Linked DNA regions of Mus musculus: regions 1 and 3 are each linked to region 2. Evidence: chromatin contacts called from public promoter capture Hi-C data. All regions are on one chromosome and are shown on one strand. The core of a region is the stretch at or near the end of the contact, and the rest is flanking DNA. Distances in the headings are between cores, read along the strand shown. Region 1 overlaps Hdac2 (histone deacetylase 2). Region 2 holds the start of Tube1 (tubulin, epsilon 1). Region 3 has its middle 73 kb from the start of Hdac2.

The links. Promoter capture Hi-C pulls out the DNA fragments that hold promoters and counts their contacts.
Region 1: a promoter capture Hi-C map of embryonic stem cells shows a contact between it and region 2, with 9 times the contacts expected there. The contact joins the enhancer-like site here to the promoter of Tube1 in region 2. A contact is called at or near these places in 16 of 39 promoter capture datasets (the 3T3-L1 cell line, 3T3-L1-derived adipocytes, the HPC-7 cell line and 10 more), 8 of 115 datasets of contacts at active chromatin or transcription factors (embryonic forebrain, embryonic limb bud, embryonic stem cells and 3 more) and 1 of 9 other capture datasets (adipose tissue).
Region 3: a contact with region 2 is called in a promoter capture Hi-C map of liver, with 7 times the contacts expected there. The contact joins the enhancer-like site here to the promoter of Tube1 in region 2. A contact is called at or near these places in 11 of 39 promoter capture datasets (the 3T3-L1 cell line, 3T3-L1-derived adipocytes, the SN4741 cell line and 7 more), 2 of 115 datasets of contacts at active chromatin or transcription factors (embryonic limb bud and forebrain) and 1 of 9 other capture datasets (pancreatic islet).

The regions. Positions count from the first base shown.
Region 1 is chr10:36,999,540-37,002,364 of GRCm38.p6, forward strand. It overlaps Hdac2 (histone deacetylase 2), which reads left to right. Exons shown (of 14, transcript NM_008229.2): 13 at 830-887; 14 at 1,990-2,349. The coding sequence ends at 2,020. Among named protein-coding and RNA genes, the nearest start is that of Hdac2, 26 kb to the left of the region's middle. Within about 2 kb of position 1,457, at least 7 of the 459 cell types and tissues checked have an H3K27ac peak or open chromatin away from gene starts, as enhancers often do. A contact at or near this core is called in embryonic stem cells, where this site is marked.
Region 2 is chr10:39,132,592-39,135,447 of GRCm38.p6, forward strand. It overlaps Tube1 (tubulin, epsilon 1), which reads left to right and starts at 1,432. Exons shown (of 12, transcript NM_028006.2): 1 at 1,432-1,516; 2 at 1,615-1,688; 3 at 2,397-2,449. The coding sequence starts at 1,492. Fam229b (family with sequence similarity 229, member B) reads right to left here and starts at 1,315. Exons shown (of 5, transcript NM_183254.2): 1 at 1,232-1,315.
Region 3 is chr10:37,046,207-37,048,929 of GRCm38.p6, forward strand. No RefSeq gene overlaps it. Among named protein-coding and RNA genes, the nearest start is that of Hdac2, 73 kb to the left of the region's middle. Within about 2 kb of position 1,370, at least 58 of the 459 cell types and tissues checked have an H3K27ac peak or open chromatin away from gene starts, as enhancers often do.

The sequences.
Region 1 (2,825 bases), core at 207-2,706, 2.1 Mb before region 2:
AACCTCAAATAAGACCCACCACCACCCCCTCTTGGCACTGAGTAAAAATTTAGCCAGAATTATCCAAGACACTAAAATGTGAAATCTCCATTGTCGGCATGTAGATTTGTATGGGAGGTGACAGCAGTGCCCTGCAGTGTCTGCATTGCCCAAGCGTGCTGCTGTCCCTGCACCTCTCCATGAGGCCATTGCTTCATAACTAATTTACACAGAGAAAATACTCTGGCTAATCTGGGACATTTACTTTAATTACTGTATTTAAGTTATGAAGTTCAGTTTAGTAGTAATTAAAAATTTAAGGTTAGAACAATGGGATATTGTGGGCCAGCAAGGTAAAGGTGCTTGCTGCCAAGCCTGATTACATATGATCTGCATGTTGGAGGAAGACTCCTGACTTCTACAAGCTGTCTTTTGACCTCCCTATGGAAGTCATGGTGTGGATGCCCAAACATACACACACACTCTGAATAAATAAATGTTAAAAACAAAAAACATAATCTAGCCTCTTGCCTTTAGGATCACGTCCTTCTTACAGTGCAGACACAGTTCTCTTGAGCTCCTTCTGTCTTACCACTGCTTCCGTGCCTCAGTCCTTTTACAGTTTTCCCTGGAAGATACCCTTTCCTCTTACCTGAGAGTTTGTTCATTCTTTGGGACCCACATTCTAGAGAACTGTGTCTGCACTGTAAGAAGGAAGTGATCCTAAAGGCAAGAAGCTAAATTATTTTTTTGTTTTTAACATTTATTATATATACACTATATACATACATATATATATTGTGTGTCTTATATTTCAAAATAGACATCAATATTTTTCTTCTGTCTTTAGATGTTAAGGAAGAAGACAAATCCAAGGACAATAGTGGTGAGAAAACAGACCCCAAAGGGTGAGCGATGCTTGTGTCTGTAGACGTCATGCATGTCTTGGGGGTTGGGCGGGGGCATGCATACTTGAGAAATACTGGCACAGCCTGAGAACATACAATGAGTGCAGGTCTGCGTGTGGGTAACGTGCTTAGGCTATTTGACCGGTAACTTTTATGTATGCAATCGTGTTTTTCATGATGCTCATATTACTGTGCTTAGAATACTTTGATGTTAGGAGACAGGCTAGTTTAAGGAAAAAACATTGGGCTAAGTGAAAGCCTATTGGAGAATTTTGTTATCAGAATGCATGTATGGCTAGGTAGGTGAAGTGTTGCGGTAAATCTCCAACCCAAATATGCCCTGGCAATGAAACACAACTCAATTAATATGAATACATGCTGTGTGCCTAGAATGGGCAGATCTACCGCTACACTACCATCGTCAACAACTGTGAGAGCCCTTAGAACTTGCAGTTTCTCCAGGCCACGTGCTTCTGCTCCACTTTTCTTCTTCCCCCTCCTCTGCATCCTCACCCTCCCCTATTTTCTCCTCTCTCTCCCCACCTTCTTCTCCACCTTCCCTTTATCTGCCCAATCATCAGCTCTCCTTTATTTTACAAATTAGGTGGGAAGCAGGTTTATGGGAAGTAAACCTGAGTGCTGACTCATTGCTTGTTTGTAGGCCCTCACTGGAGAAGGAAGTAGCATCAAATATAATAAGTAAGCCCCAGGGCTATCCACACCTGTGAAGAGGCTTGAGTCTATAATCTCAGTCCACTGGAGAGGCTGAGCCCAGAGGATTGCCATGAATTTAAATCCACACTAAGCTACATAGTGATTTTTAAATCGTCACTCTGGGCTGAAGAATGAGAGTCTGTGTTAGAAGCAAGCACGTGTGCTTGGTCACCCAGTTGTTTGCTAATTTTGAAGGATAACTTAGAATGCTCAGTTGTAAAACAACTGGAAAGATTAAGGCTTTTATTGCTCAGAAAAAAAAGAAAAAACAACAACAACAACAACAGTGAATAGCTTGGTGTGAATCTATAAGACTGTGCAAGTAGCCAGGTCAGTGCTCCTAAACCAAGACTATTACTTTTAATATTTCATGATCCTCTTTCAACAGAGCCAAGTCAGAACAACTCAGCAACCCTTGAATTTGACTCTCCAACTTTAGGAACCTCGAAAAGTGAGACGATTCTGGGATAAGAAACCTTCCCTGTTTGAGGACATTGGCTTCATTTTATACTGTTTTGGCATGGACTGTATTTATTTTCAAAATGGCTTGTTTTTGTTTTTCTTGGCAAGTTTTATTGTGAGTTTTTCTAATTATGAAGCAAATTTTTTTTTCCACCATGCTTTATGTGATTGTATTTAAATTGATGTGTTATTATGTCAAAAGCCGGATCTATTAAAGAAACAATTGGCCTTTCTGAGCTGATTTTTCCATCTTTTGTAATTATCTTTATTAAAAAATTGTACTTGGATCGTTTTCTGTCTGTTTATTATGAAAGCTTGTTTCCAAGTCAATGACTTGATGGTCTTAAGACTGGAACATACCAAAAGGAATGTCAGTGTCAGAGACCATCACTAGATCTACACAGTGCTTACTGGCTCTAACAGCTATTTCTTACTTCAGGAAAAATAACAGTGTCACTTTGTGTCAGGAAGACTGGTATTTCATAAATTATTTCCAAATTCATAATCTGTGCACTTGGGATGAAGCAATTATTTTTGAACTGAATCAAATACTCAGAAATTGGAAATTGTGAATTGAAAAAAGAAACCTGTCCAACCAATAACTGGCCCAACTTAAGACCCATCCCATGAGCCAGCACCAGTCCCTGACACTTAATGATACTCTGTTATACTTGCAGACCGGAGCCTAGTGTGGCTGTCCTCTGAGAGGCTCCACCCAGCAGCTGACTAGGACAGATGCAGATACCCACAGCCAAACAGTGG
Region 2 (2,856 bases), core at 182-2,681:
TTCCTGGCTAAAATCTGCCCCCTTAGTTACAAGAGATGTAAGACACCCAAAGAGAAACATGGAAAGGCCTCTGCAATACATACACCCCACTACAACGTCAAAATTCACATCTTTCAAAACTGTGTAATAACAAACTAAGCTGTATCCTGGCGGCTGAATAAGGTATTCTAACCAATCAATCAATTATTGTGGCTCTTATCATGTTATATATCATATTACATATCATGACAAATTAATAGCAAGTATAATTTAACTTTTGCTAAATGAAGATTAAAGGTTTTGTAGTTTCTCAGAATTTCTGTGGAAAATATTAACTTCATTAAAGCATTAAAGTTAGTGAGGGGATTTGTGTGTGTGCACACTTATGGAAACAAGATGTGAAACATGAAGTGTTTTCCTTAGTTATCCTTCATCTTACTTTGTAAGACATTGTCTCCTATTGAGCCCTGAATCTGACACTCACAGTTTCAGCTAGACTCTGTGGATCTCCCTTCTCCAGCCTTCCAAGCCTAGAGTTACAGGCTCCCAGATTTTTGTTAAGTGCTGGGGTCTGCATTTATGTCCCCGTGCTTCAGAGACAAGCATTTTACTGACTGGGCCATCTCTCCAGCCTAAATTCTTAATTTAGTTCTTAATTAAAGCCTCATTTAATTTGCCCAGTAAAAATTCAATTTCTGAAAAATAACCTTTTTTTCCCCTTTCGAACTTCGTGCCCCACCCCTGCCTTTAAAAAATCTCGTCTACATTGTTCATACATCAAATCAAACGCCTTAACTTTTAACCCATCTTTTCTTTTCCTAGACCCTTGTTCATTGAATATTATGGCTCTCCTTGTCAGCGCCATGTAATATTTTAGGTCATATCTTTTGAGTGCATCGAGTGTATCTTCAATGGCATTGCCGGCTGTTGGAAGTTGGATTTGTGTAGATGTTTTGAATTATCCAGAAATCTTAAGTTTGAAGAGTGCATCGCTTTGGCCTCTGAACTTAGCTGTGGTATTTGGTCGGAGTGTACCTAGCTTCCCTTGTTCCCAGATAAGCCTATTTGTCTGGGGTGTCTCTGTGTTCCTCCACATTCGTTTTCTGTTAGATAACGACACTAGCGGGCATCATCCTGAGAAATCGGACCCACTGTCCTGGCTGTTTAGGCTGTGAGCCTCTCAAAGCCCGTGATCAAAGTTAAAGTCCCTTATCTTAAATGCCTCTCTGAAACCTAGTTACCCGTCAGTTACCAGGGCCTCCGGAGCTGCAGATGCTCAAGGATGTTGACAGGGCAGCTAGGATTTACCTGCCGGAGGCCCAGTCGCTATGGTAACGGCTAGCCGCAAATGTGCTTGCGCAGAAGTCCTGGCCGTAAAGAAACAAGGGCATTACGACATTGGCTACTTGCGGCAGCGACGTGACTTAAGGCCGCCCCTCGTAGGGCGTCGTTGAGCTCGAAAGCTAAGGCGGGAGTTTGGGCGGGAGTGCTCCTGCTGGTCCTCCCGGCGGAATGACCCAGTCGGTGGTCGTACAGGGTGAGCTACCCCCGTCCGCGGGGACCGGGTCGCTGCGGAGCCAGTCACCTGGTTGCCTTCCTAATGCACCTCTCTCTCTTCCTCGCTACTGGCTGCAGTCGGACAGTGCGGGAACCAGATCGGCTGCTGCTTCTGGGACCTGGCGCTGAGGGAGCACGCAGCGGTCAACCAGGTACCCGCCCCTCCTGCCTGTCACCCGGGCCTGCCAGAGTTCACATGAGGTTTGGGGAGGGGTGCTTTGGATCCTGCTACGGGGCCCTGGCTGACCTGGGACTTGCTGTGTAGATCATGTTCTGGAATTTGCAGCGATCCATCTGTCTCTGCATCCCCAGGACTACCACTATCATGCCCAGATTACTTGGGCTTTTTAATCAGTACCATAAATTGCATAGGATCTTCTCATACCGGTCGTGGCTAGTTTCTTTTTAAACGTGTTGCTGTAAGTCACAGGCAGAAGGCACTTGTCAGGAGTTTGGTCTTAAGTTTCCCTGATCTTTAGCAGTCTCCTCCTCCTCCTCCTCCTCCTCCTCCTCCTCCTCCTCCTCCTCCTCCTCCTCCTGTTGTTGTTGTTGTTGTTGTTGTTTTGAAAGACAGTAGATGCTATAGATGAAAGCACTATAAAGTAGGTAAATACATCAAACGACCAAGAATCCCAAGAAATTCCCACTTGGAGTACCAGCTGTATAATCCTACAGGGTGTGCTTTTTTCATCACTGTTAAACTTAGTCAGGGGTTCTCTTGGCATTTTACCTTTAGATGTAATTGGAAGAGTCGACCTAGGTTTCTTTTTCTTAGAGCCCCTTCAGCGTTGTAGAGTTGCTACAGCTAAAAGGGTTTTAGAGAAAATAAACGTAAATGCTATAGTTTGTTTTGTTTCTAGAAAGGAATTTATGACGACGCTATAAGCAGCTTCTTCAGGAATGTGGATACCAGGTAAGTGGGTGAGTCTGTCTCCGCTTGGTAGGACGCCTCCTTTCCCTGTCAGCAGAATCTTAGAGGATAAGGAAACAGTTGCCAGCTAGGACGGTGTCTGCTGTTCTGATCAAAGCGTATTCTCATAGCCCATTTTCATACCATTCTGCAGAACAGCGCGCTTCCTTGATAGACTTCCGTAAGAAGCCAAAAAGAACCTTTAAAGGGACTCCCAGTAACTTTGAAAACCTGACGTTTTCACTGAGGGTGCCTGCCCACTATGGTATGAGTCTAGCGGGGGCCAGGTTTTGAAAGATTATTTTGCATATTACTTGCCCTCAGAGTATGCAGAAATGAAAGAGGTGGAAACTGCTCACAATGTGTGTTACTTTTCGTTTAGTGTAAGATACAGATGTTAGAATCCTTTT
Region 3 (2,723 bases), core at 120-2,619, 2.1 Mb before region 2:
GGTGGCAACATCCTTTTGGACACGTATGGTGGGGGAGGAGGTATGGGATGGGGAGCAGTCAGGGGGCAGACCGGGAAGGAGATGAAGAGTGGAATGTACAAAAGGATTAAAAAATTTAAAAAAATATTTATTTTATGTATATGTGTATATTATAGCTATCTTGAGACACACTAGAAGAGAGCATCAGATCCCATTACAGTGATTTTGAGCCACCATATGGTTGCTGGAAATTGAACTCAGGACCTCTGGAAGATCAGTCTCTCTAACCCCCATACAATGTTTTCTTAAAGATTATTGCTATAGCTGGTTATGATGGTGCATATCATTAATCCAAGCATTTGGGAAGTGGAGACAGGAGAACTAGTAGTTCAAGGTCATCCTTATCTCCACAAGCTACACTAGCATTGGCTGCCAGAGACTCTGCCTCAAATAAAATAAAAGTATACATATGACGTTATTTGAGTCAATTTTTACTGAGTATAAAGTAATATTTTCTATAATTATCAAGATAGAAAATATAGCTGAATATAAACTAAAAATAAGTTCTGCTGATAATTTGTCCCCGCCTGATCCACAATCAGTAGTATTAAATCCATTTAAATTATTTTCTTATTTATAACACAAACCTTTGCAGATTTTTACACATATACTCAGAGTTTTACATAAAGGCATTTTATAAGTTTTAAATTGTCTTAAGTTTTATAATATTTTTTCCCAAGATAATGTTAGTACTCATAAAGTCTTGGGTAAATAAATTTAAATTAGTAGATTAGATCTACACTCTAATTCTAATTTTTTCATGATTTTTTATATTAAAAAAAGTTTGAAACCATATTTTTACCTAAAATGAAGACAGTAATACATGTGGAAACTATTATTTTACTCCAGCTCCTCATGACAGCCTCATACAGATGGCTTTAACAAGCACGAAGAGGGTGATATGTTTGGCCTTGGCGCAATGCTCAGCAAGTTAAAACAAGCATGATGCTAAGAGCAGAGCTGAGGCTTCTGAAGTGGCCTCTGAAGTGCAGGATGCTCTCCTGCCCAGGAATGGAGTGTAGATGTGGATGTGGTGCAGAGTCGGCTGAGCAGGCAGGGTACTCTTCTGTAACACTGTGCTCCACAAGACTGAGCCTGAAACAAAAGACGTTCCACATCAATATCCAAAACTTTTATTTTTTCTTTTTTTACTCTTTACAGTTTTCTAATTTTATCAGGAAACTTTCTGAAGAGCACAGAATTCTTTTCAGTATTTTCCTTTCTTGAATAAGAAAAGAATAAAAGTTCCATTGCCTTAAGACCTTTCCAAGGAGGGACTTCCTAGGTGAGGGCTTCCTGGGAAGGTTGTGGAGGACAACTTTTTGTCTTGAACACTGGCCAGCCAACCTCTGACTTCAGGACTGGCTTTCCTGTTTTCTGCTGCTCTCCATCTGTTGGCCACATCAGGCAGCAGACACTGCCCACTGAGGAATCATCGCTTTAGCCTTCCAGTGGCACCAAGGCTGCCTTCCTAGATGCTGTCATTGATCCTATGGTTGAGGAACACCCCTTAGCTGTGGCTTTGGGCCAGACATTCTTTCCCTCTGGAAAGCGTAGTGACATTCTGTTATTTCTCCCCAAAAATGCAAGGCCGCTCCTAGTGTCGACTAACACACCAAACAGAGGTATTTTTTTCCCCTGCTAAACTGAAAACCTCCCGGGAGGAAACACCAGTTTTATCCAAGCACAAAATGAATTCAAGTCAGTGGGATCCAGAAATTATGCAATCTCCATTCCAACCTACTTTCTTCCTTCCCGTCAGCAGATTTAGAAAGCACCGCCTAGTGAAGCCCTGTGGAGTCCTCATTTCTGTGTCAAGCTGTTAGCAATTCAGTACGTTTCCCAAATTTGGTTTCTAGGAGCAGACATGCTGCAGGATCGTATGAACGCTGAGTGTTTTCACAGACTTACCTTCAGCACACATTCAAAGTCTAGAGGAGAAAGACGCTGTGAACCAAGACACATAGATTATCAGTCAAGATGGGGAAGGTCTGGGCCCAGGATAGGGAACCAGCTTTTGTGTTGAAGGATTTATTTTTTCTTAACTGATTAAATAAAGGAAGTAGAAGAAAAGGCTAGGTTATAATAAGAATAGCAGCAACAGTAGTCATCACAATGAGTAAGTCAAATAGCAGCTGTGCCTGGCATTGTGCTAAATATGTATTCTTCATCACCTGTTTCTTCTCTACTAGAGTATCAATACAGATACTATCGATATTCAGCTCACTATTATTTCATCTACTGAAGTGAGAATCTTGAGGCATGAAGCTCAGAAATGGCCTACGTTATTGACGGATCTAAGACTTTCATCCCAGCCTGGGCTATTTATTTCTGCTCTGCACCAGTGAGCAGCCATTTGACTTCCATGGGTCTTTTTTCTCAAGCTGTTCTTACTTGGGGGTGGGGTTTGAGACAGTGTTTCTTTGTGTAGCCCCAGCTTTCCTGGAAGGCAGGAATCTGTCTGCCGAAGTTAAATTTGGGTGCAATCCTGTGTCACTCTTCCACCTTATTGTTGAGATAAGGTCTTGCCCTGAGCTTGGAGCTATGCAGACTAGCCTGCAAGCCCATGGGTCCTCTTGTCTCTGATCCTACAGCATTTGAGTTACAAACACAGCTAGCTATGGTCAGCTTCTCATTTGTATGCTAAGACTCAAATTCAGGTTCTTTTGCTTGTGCAATCACTG